Regions from separate parts of the Mus musculus genome. Here region 1 is linked to region 2. Evidence: chromatin contacts called from public Micro-C data. All regions are on one chromosome and are shown on one strand. The core of a region is the stretch at or near the end of the contact, and the rest is flanking DNA. Distances in the headings are between cores, read along the strand shown. Region 1 holds the start of Lingo1 (leucine rich repeat and Ig domain containing 1). Region 2 has its middle 46 kb from the start of Gm31529.

Region 1 (3,321 bases), core at 793-3,292, 100 kb before region 2:
CCGCCCCCGCCCCCGCCCCGCATCGGGTCTGGCAGAGCCTTTACGCAGGAGCTAGGGAGCGTCTATTCCTGTCGGGCTGTGGGAGGAGGCGGCGAGGGAGGGCGGGAGCTCACCAGTAACTCACAAACAGCCGGGGTGGGGGAGCTGGGGAGACTGGGAAGGGGGTGCAAGGATCACGGAATCGGGGGACCCAAGAGCCGCCTGCGCTAGGCTCTGGAAGGGAGGAGACTCGTGTGGCCGCCCCACCTCCCCTCCTACCAGTAAGTCCCTCTGCCAAGCCTGCCTCCCACTGGTTTACTCAGCCCTGGAAAGCCATTCAAATTCCCTTTCCACGGTTTACAAGCTGTGTGACCGTGGCCAAGTCACGTAACCTTTCCGAGCCTGGGGTTCCTGCTCTTTATTTTCAGGGGAGTAGTAGTGCCTCTTCCTGAGGTTGTTGGAAGAAGAATGTAAGATGCAAGGAGCATCACTGACACCTGCAGGGAAAGGGCTCTAGGTAGGCCTGAGATATGGACATAGACAGAAGGCAGGAATGTCCCAAGCAGTGGTGTGCCAGTGAGGCTGAGAGGTATCCAAGATCGGTTTCGCTGGAACAGGTTTGTGCAACTCTTTGGACTATGTGTGTAAGGCTGGTCTGTGGAAATCAAGACAGTGCTGGGGGTGGGAACTTGAAGCTGGCCTCTCCAAGCCAGCCAGGTATCTCCGAAATGTCAGTCTGGTTCCTTGGAAGGAGAACGAGGTACTGGGAACGGGATCCTTGCCCACCCCAGAAAGACAGGCCTTGCGCTGGTCTCTTCCTGCCCTGCTCAGCTTCCTTCTTTGCCTGCCTACAAACTATCGGGAGTGCTGAGGTGCTAATGGGGAGAAGGGAACTCTGCCTTGTGGTGTCTTCATTGATGGTTATTCTAATCAATCTGGCATGGTTTTAAGGGGCATCTGGCTTCAAGCAGATGGAAAGAGGTGCAGTAGATAGATGAGGTCCCAACGGGTTGCCTGCCTACACCGCAGCCCTTGCCAGGCCACCCTGCCAGGCTAGTCTCTGATCTGTGGCCCAAGAAGAGTTTGGGTCTCTATGTAAAGGTCTTGTTCTGTGGAGCCATCTGAAGATGTGGTACCCACCAAACTCAGTATTTATTTTAGGGAGTTAGATGGTAAATAGCTAAGCCCAGACCGAGGATCTATACTGCCCTCTGCTGGTCACTTGGTAGAGTGCCACCGTCCGGAGCCTGGCAGATAGGCCTGCTGCCCTCTGCTGGACAGGAAACCCGACGGGGAGGGGACTGGGATGCTAAAGCAGATTCTAGACCTGGCCTCCCGGTAGACCCACTTAGCCAGCTCGGCTTCCACATCCCCTTCCTGTGCTTCCCGGCGGCCGGCCTCACCCTAAGATCCCTAGGAAGCAATGGTGGTGGTGGTGTGGTGTGGTGTGGTGTATGTGTGTGTGTGTGTGTGTGTGTGTGGTGGGGGGTGTCCTGGACATTTCGAGAGGAGGGGTCAAGACCTGACCCTCCTCAAGCTGTCCTCTAAACAACCGTGATCAGGTTGGGGGGTGTGGGGGCTGTCTGTCCACGTGCGTGTGTCGGTCCACACGGCAGTGTGCAGTGACCCCAGTTAACACGTGTGAACACACGCGCTCACATGCACACGCATGTGGCCAGAGACAATCAAACGCGAATGGGTGCACGCACTCTGGGAAGACCGCGGGCTGGGCTGGCTTAAGACTTGCTGGAGCCTGGGACCCAGAGGGGCGCTGCGTGGTGCAGGGCGGGAGCGCGGGGGCGCCGGCCCGGGAGCGTTCTTCGTCTGCGCCCCGCTGCCACTCTCGCTGCGCCCTGGGCGCTGGGCAGCTGCTGGGGCGCTCCTCCATCTTCGTCCGGTTCTCTGAAAGAAGGACCCCCACCCAGGTTTTGCGGCCGCGCCTTCTCTCTCCTCCCCCGCCCGGCTCCAGAGCTCGCTCACTAGCTCCCTCCCTCCCTCCCTCTGTCCCTCCTCCCTCCCTGGCTCGCTGCTCGCTCCTCTCGCTCCCTCCCCACGCCGCGGCAGAGCGCGGAGCCCGAGCGGGAGCCGGCGCGGGAGCCGGAGCGGGCGGCAGCTCAGGAGGCGGCCGGACCTGGACCCGTCCCGGTCCCGGAGCGCGCGGAGTCCCCACCCGCGCCGCTCGGGCCCCTCTCCCGACGCGGGGCTCAGAGCAGCATGCGCGGCAGCTGCCCACCGGTCCCAGCCCTGGCCCCGGCCCCGCTGCAGAGAACGCCCGGCCTCGACCCCGGCCCCAGCGGTAGAGGCGGTGGCGGCCGCTCCCGGCCGGCCCAAGGGACAGAGCCAGGCTCCGGGAGCCCGCAACACTCGTCCTGAGAGCCCCGGCTCCTCAGCCCGCTACGGCCAGGGCCTCGGCCTCCGCCCCCGACTCCCGAGCTCCTGCCCTAGAGTCGACTGGGCTCCCGCCCGCGTGGGACAGACAGACGGACAGCCAGCCCTGCGAGGGCGCGCGGACCGGGCGGAGGTGTTGTAGGAGGAGACCGAGGAGGGGGGCTGGGCTGGGGCTGGGGCCGCGCCGGCAAGAGAGACATGCGATTGGTGACCAAGCCGAGCGGACGGACAGCGCGCCCGAGATGCAGGTGAGCCCCTCCGTCTTGGCCGAGCCCGAGTCGGCAGCCCTGCGGCGAGCTGGGAGCTGGAAGCTGCTGTCGGCCCAGGCTTCACCCTCATGGGGCTATGTAGGGCACCTTGTACCGCCCAGACCCCCTTTGGGGTCGCAGGCCTGACCCTCAAGTTTCAAATGATTTTCCCATTTCCGTTCCGCTGGTCCTAACAGATCCCTGGTTGGCAAGCTGGGACCCGTGGTCAAGGAGAGATCCCTACCATTCCTTTCCATTCCTGCCCTGGTGCCCCCTAAATCATCCTCCCATTCTGGGCAGTGGTCACCCAAGAGGATATGTTCTCTCAGCTCTGGGTGAGTCCCTTTCGGTGGACCAGAGACCACTCCCCAGCCCTGGCTAATACCCTTAAGCTTGAGGACACAGCTAGCAAACAGTTTCTCCCCAGGCTCTAGGATTGCCCCTCTCTCCACAGGAACCTTGTCAGCCTCTTTCTGGCTCCTTTCTCGCTCCGCCTGGATGAAAGGGAGGTGGAGGGCGGAAGAAAAGGGAGGGGGGAGTCCAGTTGAGGAAGACCCAGGAACCTTCGGGGCTCCCCTTTGTCTTCGTTCAGCCGGGCTTCTCACCTCCTCCTGCCCCACTTTTCATTCCTAGGGAAATGGGTGGGAAGTGGGAGCCTGCTGAGAAGGGGGGAGGTGAGGAAGGAGCCTCCTGTGTGTGTCCCCCC
Region 2 (3,591 bases), core at 682-3,181:
TGTAAGGATGCTATGACGACCTTGACAAATGAGTGTGTCCACCTGACTCATCTGATCTCATGCCCCATCCTGGTTCAGTGTGACTCTTGCTGTACATACTCAGCAACACAACAGTAGGAGGTAGATACCTTTTAGAGATATAATGTGCAGGGCACAGCTTCTGCACCCTGACAATTTTTTTCTCCCTCCCATGGCCATCCTTGTAGAAATATCTGGGTAAGAAAGCTGCCAGGAGGTCCCTTGGGCCTGGATCCTCAGGGCAGATCCGCTCCTATTGCAGAGGCTTGTCCCTGAACTGAACTAGCCCTCCAATCCGCCATCCATCGATCGCCGGCCACAGAGGCAGCCAACCAGACACGCACTTTTAACAGCCTCTTAATGTGATGGAGCGCAGTGAGCTCTGAGAGAGGAGGCACGCCAGGGGCTGCAGGAAGCTTTCAAGGTCATTTAGCTGCAGCCTGACCTTGAAGCCAGTAGCTGGCACGGAACAGCCCAGGGGCTGCTGGGATGGGGACCACAAGAGCGTCTTTGCCTTTCCTTTTCGGCTTGTCAAGGAAGCCCTGGGGGCCTAAGCTGAGGAAAAGCATTAAAAAAAAAAAAAAAAAATCTGGAGGAGGTGTTAAGCTACTTAAAGAGGCAGACTAGGGAACAAGGGGACAAATCTTGCTGGGGACAGTGACAGAAACACCCCCCACCCCCTCCCCATTTATTTGTCATTGGCCAGAAAGAAAGAAAGAAAGAAAGAAAGAAAGAAAGAAAGAAAGAAAGAAAGAAAGAAAGGAAGGAAGAAAGAAAGGAAGGAAGGAAGGAAGAAAGCAAGCCGTTAAACTGTGGGTGTGGACTGACTGGGAAGATTGATAAATTAAGGCCCCTCCCACCATTCACAAAGCCGGTCATGTGAGGACCTGTTATTTCCTTTGTCCTGTAGATGGTTAAAAATCTGGGCAGTCCCTATGAAGACCCGTGATTGGGTGGGTCTTGCAATGTGGGGCCACCAGCCAGACCACCCACACCCAGCTTTTCCTAGAGAGCACAGACACTCAATACCCCTGTTGGCTGCTGCTCCCTACGTCTCTCCAGAGAAGTCAGGATTCTGGCCCCTCTCAGCCGCAGTTTGGGCAAGTGGATGGCATAGCTCCCCCTGTCGGTCAGATCAAGGGTGTTAGGAGCCCATTTCACAGATGAAGATGGAGAACTGGCATGGCTTTCTAGCGGCGGCTCTATTGGCCAGCAGTGGACTTCAAAGCCAAGGTTGATTCCCAGCTGAGTGCAACCGAGCTGGCTTGTGGAGGAGCCTGGGGGCCTCTCATCACTGGGTCAGGTGCTTCTGGGCTAAAGGAGCGCAGGCAGAACAGGCCAGAGTGGAGAAAGGCCACGCCCCTTTCTGCTCACTCTTCCTACTTCAGTCCAGAGAGAAATCCTGGAAAACTTGAGGCCCAGGGTCTCCGAAGTCTACCCCAGCTCAGGGAAGCCCAGAGGAACAAGGGACTTGAGGTACATTGTTAGTCTTGAGTGGGAACCAGGTACCTTGGCCCAGTTTTGTCACTACCACTGGCTAGGAAGGGCCTGGCACAATTAACTGCAGTCTCTGTCTCAGTTTCTCCATCTGTGCAATTCGACATGAAGAGTCCAGACTAGAAGGTTGCTGGCACCCTGGCCACCTGGCTACCCTAGGACAGTGCACTCCAACAGTAGCTGGTGCATTGAGGCAGACCCACAGGAAGTCAAGGGAGGCGCTGTGGCTCCCGGCCTTAAGTTGCAGGGCCCACACAGGCCAGTTCGCACAGTGCCCACAGAAACAAGGCAGAAAGTAAACCGAAAGCCACATCCCCAAGACCTAGAGGCCCTGGGTCCATCATAGAGCTGTTCTGGGAAGGCAGCCCGTCTAGGCTGGCCCTGGGCCCTGAGGGACAGCCATCTGCTTCCTGCCTCTGTCTTCCCACTCAGACCAGAGGACGTGTTCTGTTTCCTACAAAGAAAACACCAGCGGGCACAGCATCGGGAGCCCGTTTGCAGGCTTGCCCTTCCCCATTGTCCTCACTGCTCTCCCCCAGCAAATACTAGGCAGCTGCTGTTTTTTTATGGTCTTTCTATTTATTCATTTGAAACAAACTTTATTATAGTAAGCACTTTCAAAGTAGCGACAGGGTGTATCTTTGTTAGTTCAAGGCCAGCCTAGTTGATATAGCAACTGAGTTCCATGCCACAGGTAGGGTTACATAGTGAGATCCTATCTAAAAAAACAAGACAACAAAAATTTTGATGTTTCTTCCCTTCCCTTCCCTTCCCTTCCCTTCCCTCCCCTCCCCTCCCCTCCCCTCCCCTCCCCTCCCCTCCCCTCCCCTCCCCCCACTTTCCTCTTCTTCTTTCTTCTTCTTCCTCCTCCTCCTCCTCCTCCTCCTCCTCCTCCTCCTCCTCCTCCTTCTCTTCTTTTTCAAAACATGGTTTTCCTGTGTAACAGCCCTGGCCATCCTAGAACTTGCTCTATAGACCAGGCTGGCCTTGAACTCATAGGAATAGACCCTCCTACCTCTCTGTCTTCCAAGTGCTGGGATTAAAGGTGTGTGCCACTATCATCTGCTGTATATAAAACTTATTCTTATTTTATGTTCATCGGTGTTTGGCTGCTTGTGTGTCTGTGTGAGGTGTCAGAAGCTCTGGAGCTGGAGTTACAGCAGGTGTGAGCTGCCACGCGGGTGCTGGGAACTGAGCCTAGAAGAGGATCCTGTGCTCTCAAGCACTCAGCCATCCTTCCAGCTCCTTGGTGGGTTTTTTTGTTTGTTTGTCTAGTTGGTTTGTTTTGTTTTTTATATTTTACTTTTTGAATGTGTGTGTGTTCTATGCACATGCACATGTAGAGTTTGAAGGACAACTTGGGGGAGTTCTCTCCTTCTACCACCTGTTCCCAGGGTTCTAATTCAGGTCATCAGACTTGGGGACAAGTTCCTTTACCCACTGAGACTTCTCACTGGCCCAGTCTTTCTTAGTCTAAGGTCTCCCCCAAGTGAAGAGCTCCATCCTTTATCTCTGGCTTTATCTGCCTTTATTCACCTCCATGTGTGTCTCTCTGTAGCTAAGGTGACTGGAAGCATTTTCCAGGTCAGCCACTCAAAAGCAGAATCTGTGGGCAGTCACAGGGTTCAGAACCCAGGCCTGGAGCGGGAAGGCTGGCCTGGTAAGCACAGGCCAGAGGCAGAGGGTAGCTCTGTGGCCAGGCTCCTCTCTCCATCTCTCTATGCACACCTGTCCAGATGAATAGATTCATATGAAGGATCATGTTGAACTCCCCCATCAACAGGGCTGTCTGGGTTGAGAGTCAGGGGAAAGCAATGTTAAATGGAGAAGACAGGGCAGGGCCCGGCCAACAACTAGGTTCTGCTGAGCAATCAAGAATCGAGCTGATTTGCTGTGTGATTATCGGCAAGATGTGCCATCTTTGGACTTGAGCATATCTGTGAAATGGTTGATCCTCCTTGGGCTTCAGACTTCTGTCAGACAACCTCTGTGGTCTCAGGGTTTCCCTAATATTGCCTACCCCCCTCTTCCTCCCAAGCGCCTAAAGTACTGTTTGGTTCAGAAGGCCTGTGTGGC

What was found. Hi-C and Micro-C count contacts between places; a contact is called where the count stands out from the background.
Region 1: a contact with region 2 is called in a Micro-C map of embryonic stem cells, with 2.1 times the contacts expected there. The contact joins the promoter of Lingo1 here to the enhancer-like site in region 2. A contact is called at or near these places in 2 of 484 Hi-C or Micro-C datasets (both in embryonic stem cells), 3 of 115 datasets of contacts at active chromatin or transcription factors (embryonic midbrain, embryonic stem cells and forebrain) and 3 of 9 other capture datasets (adipose tissue, liver and pancreatic islet).

Annotation. Positions count from the first base shown.
Region 1 is chr9:56,634,369-56,637,689 of GRCm38.p6, reverse strand. It overlaps Lingo1 (leucine rich repeat and Ig domain containing 1), which reads left to right and starts at 2,042. Exons shown (of 2, transcript NM_001311076.1): 1 at 2,042-2,615. The coding sequence starts at 2,610.
Region 2 is chr9:56,532,386-56,535,976 of GRCm38.p6, reverse strand. No RefSeq gene overlaps it. Among named protein-coding and RNA genes, the nearest start is that of Gm31529, 46 kb to the left of the region's middle. Within about 2 kb of position 1,931, at least 67 of the 459 cell types and tissues checked have an H3K27ac peak or open chromatin away from gene starts, as enhancers often do. A contact at or near this core is called in adipose tissue, embryonic stem cells and liver, where this site is marked.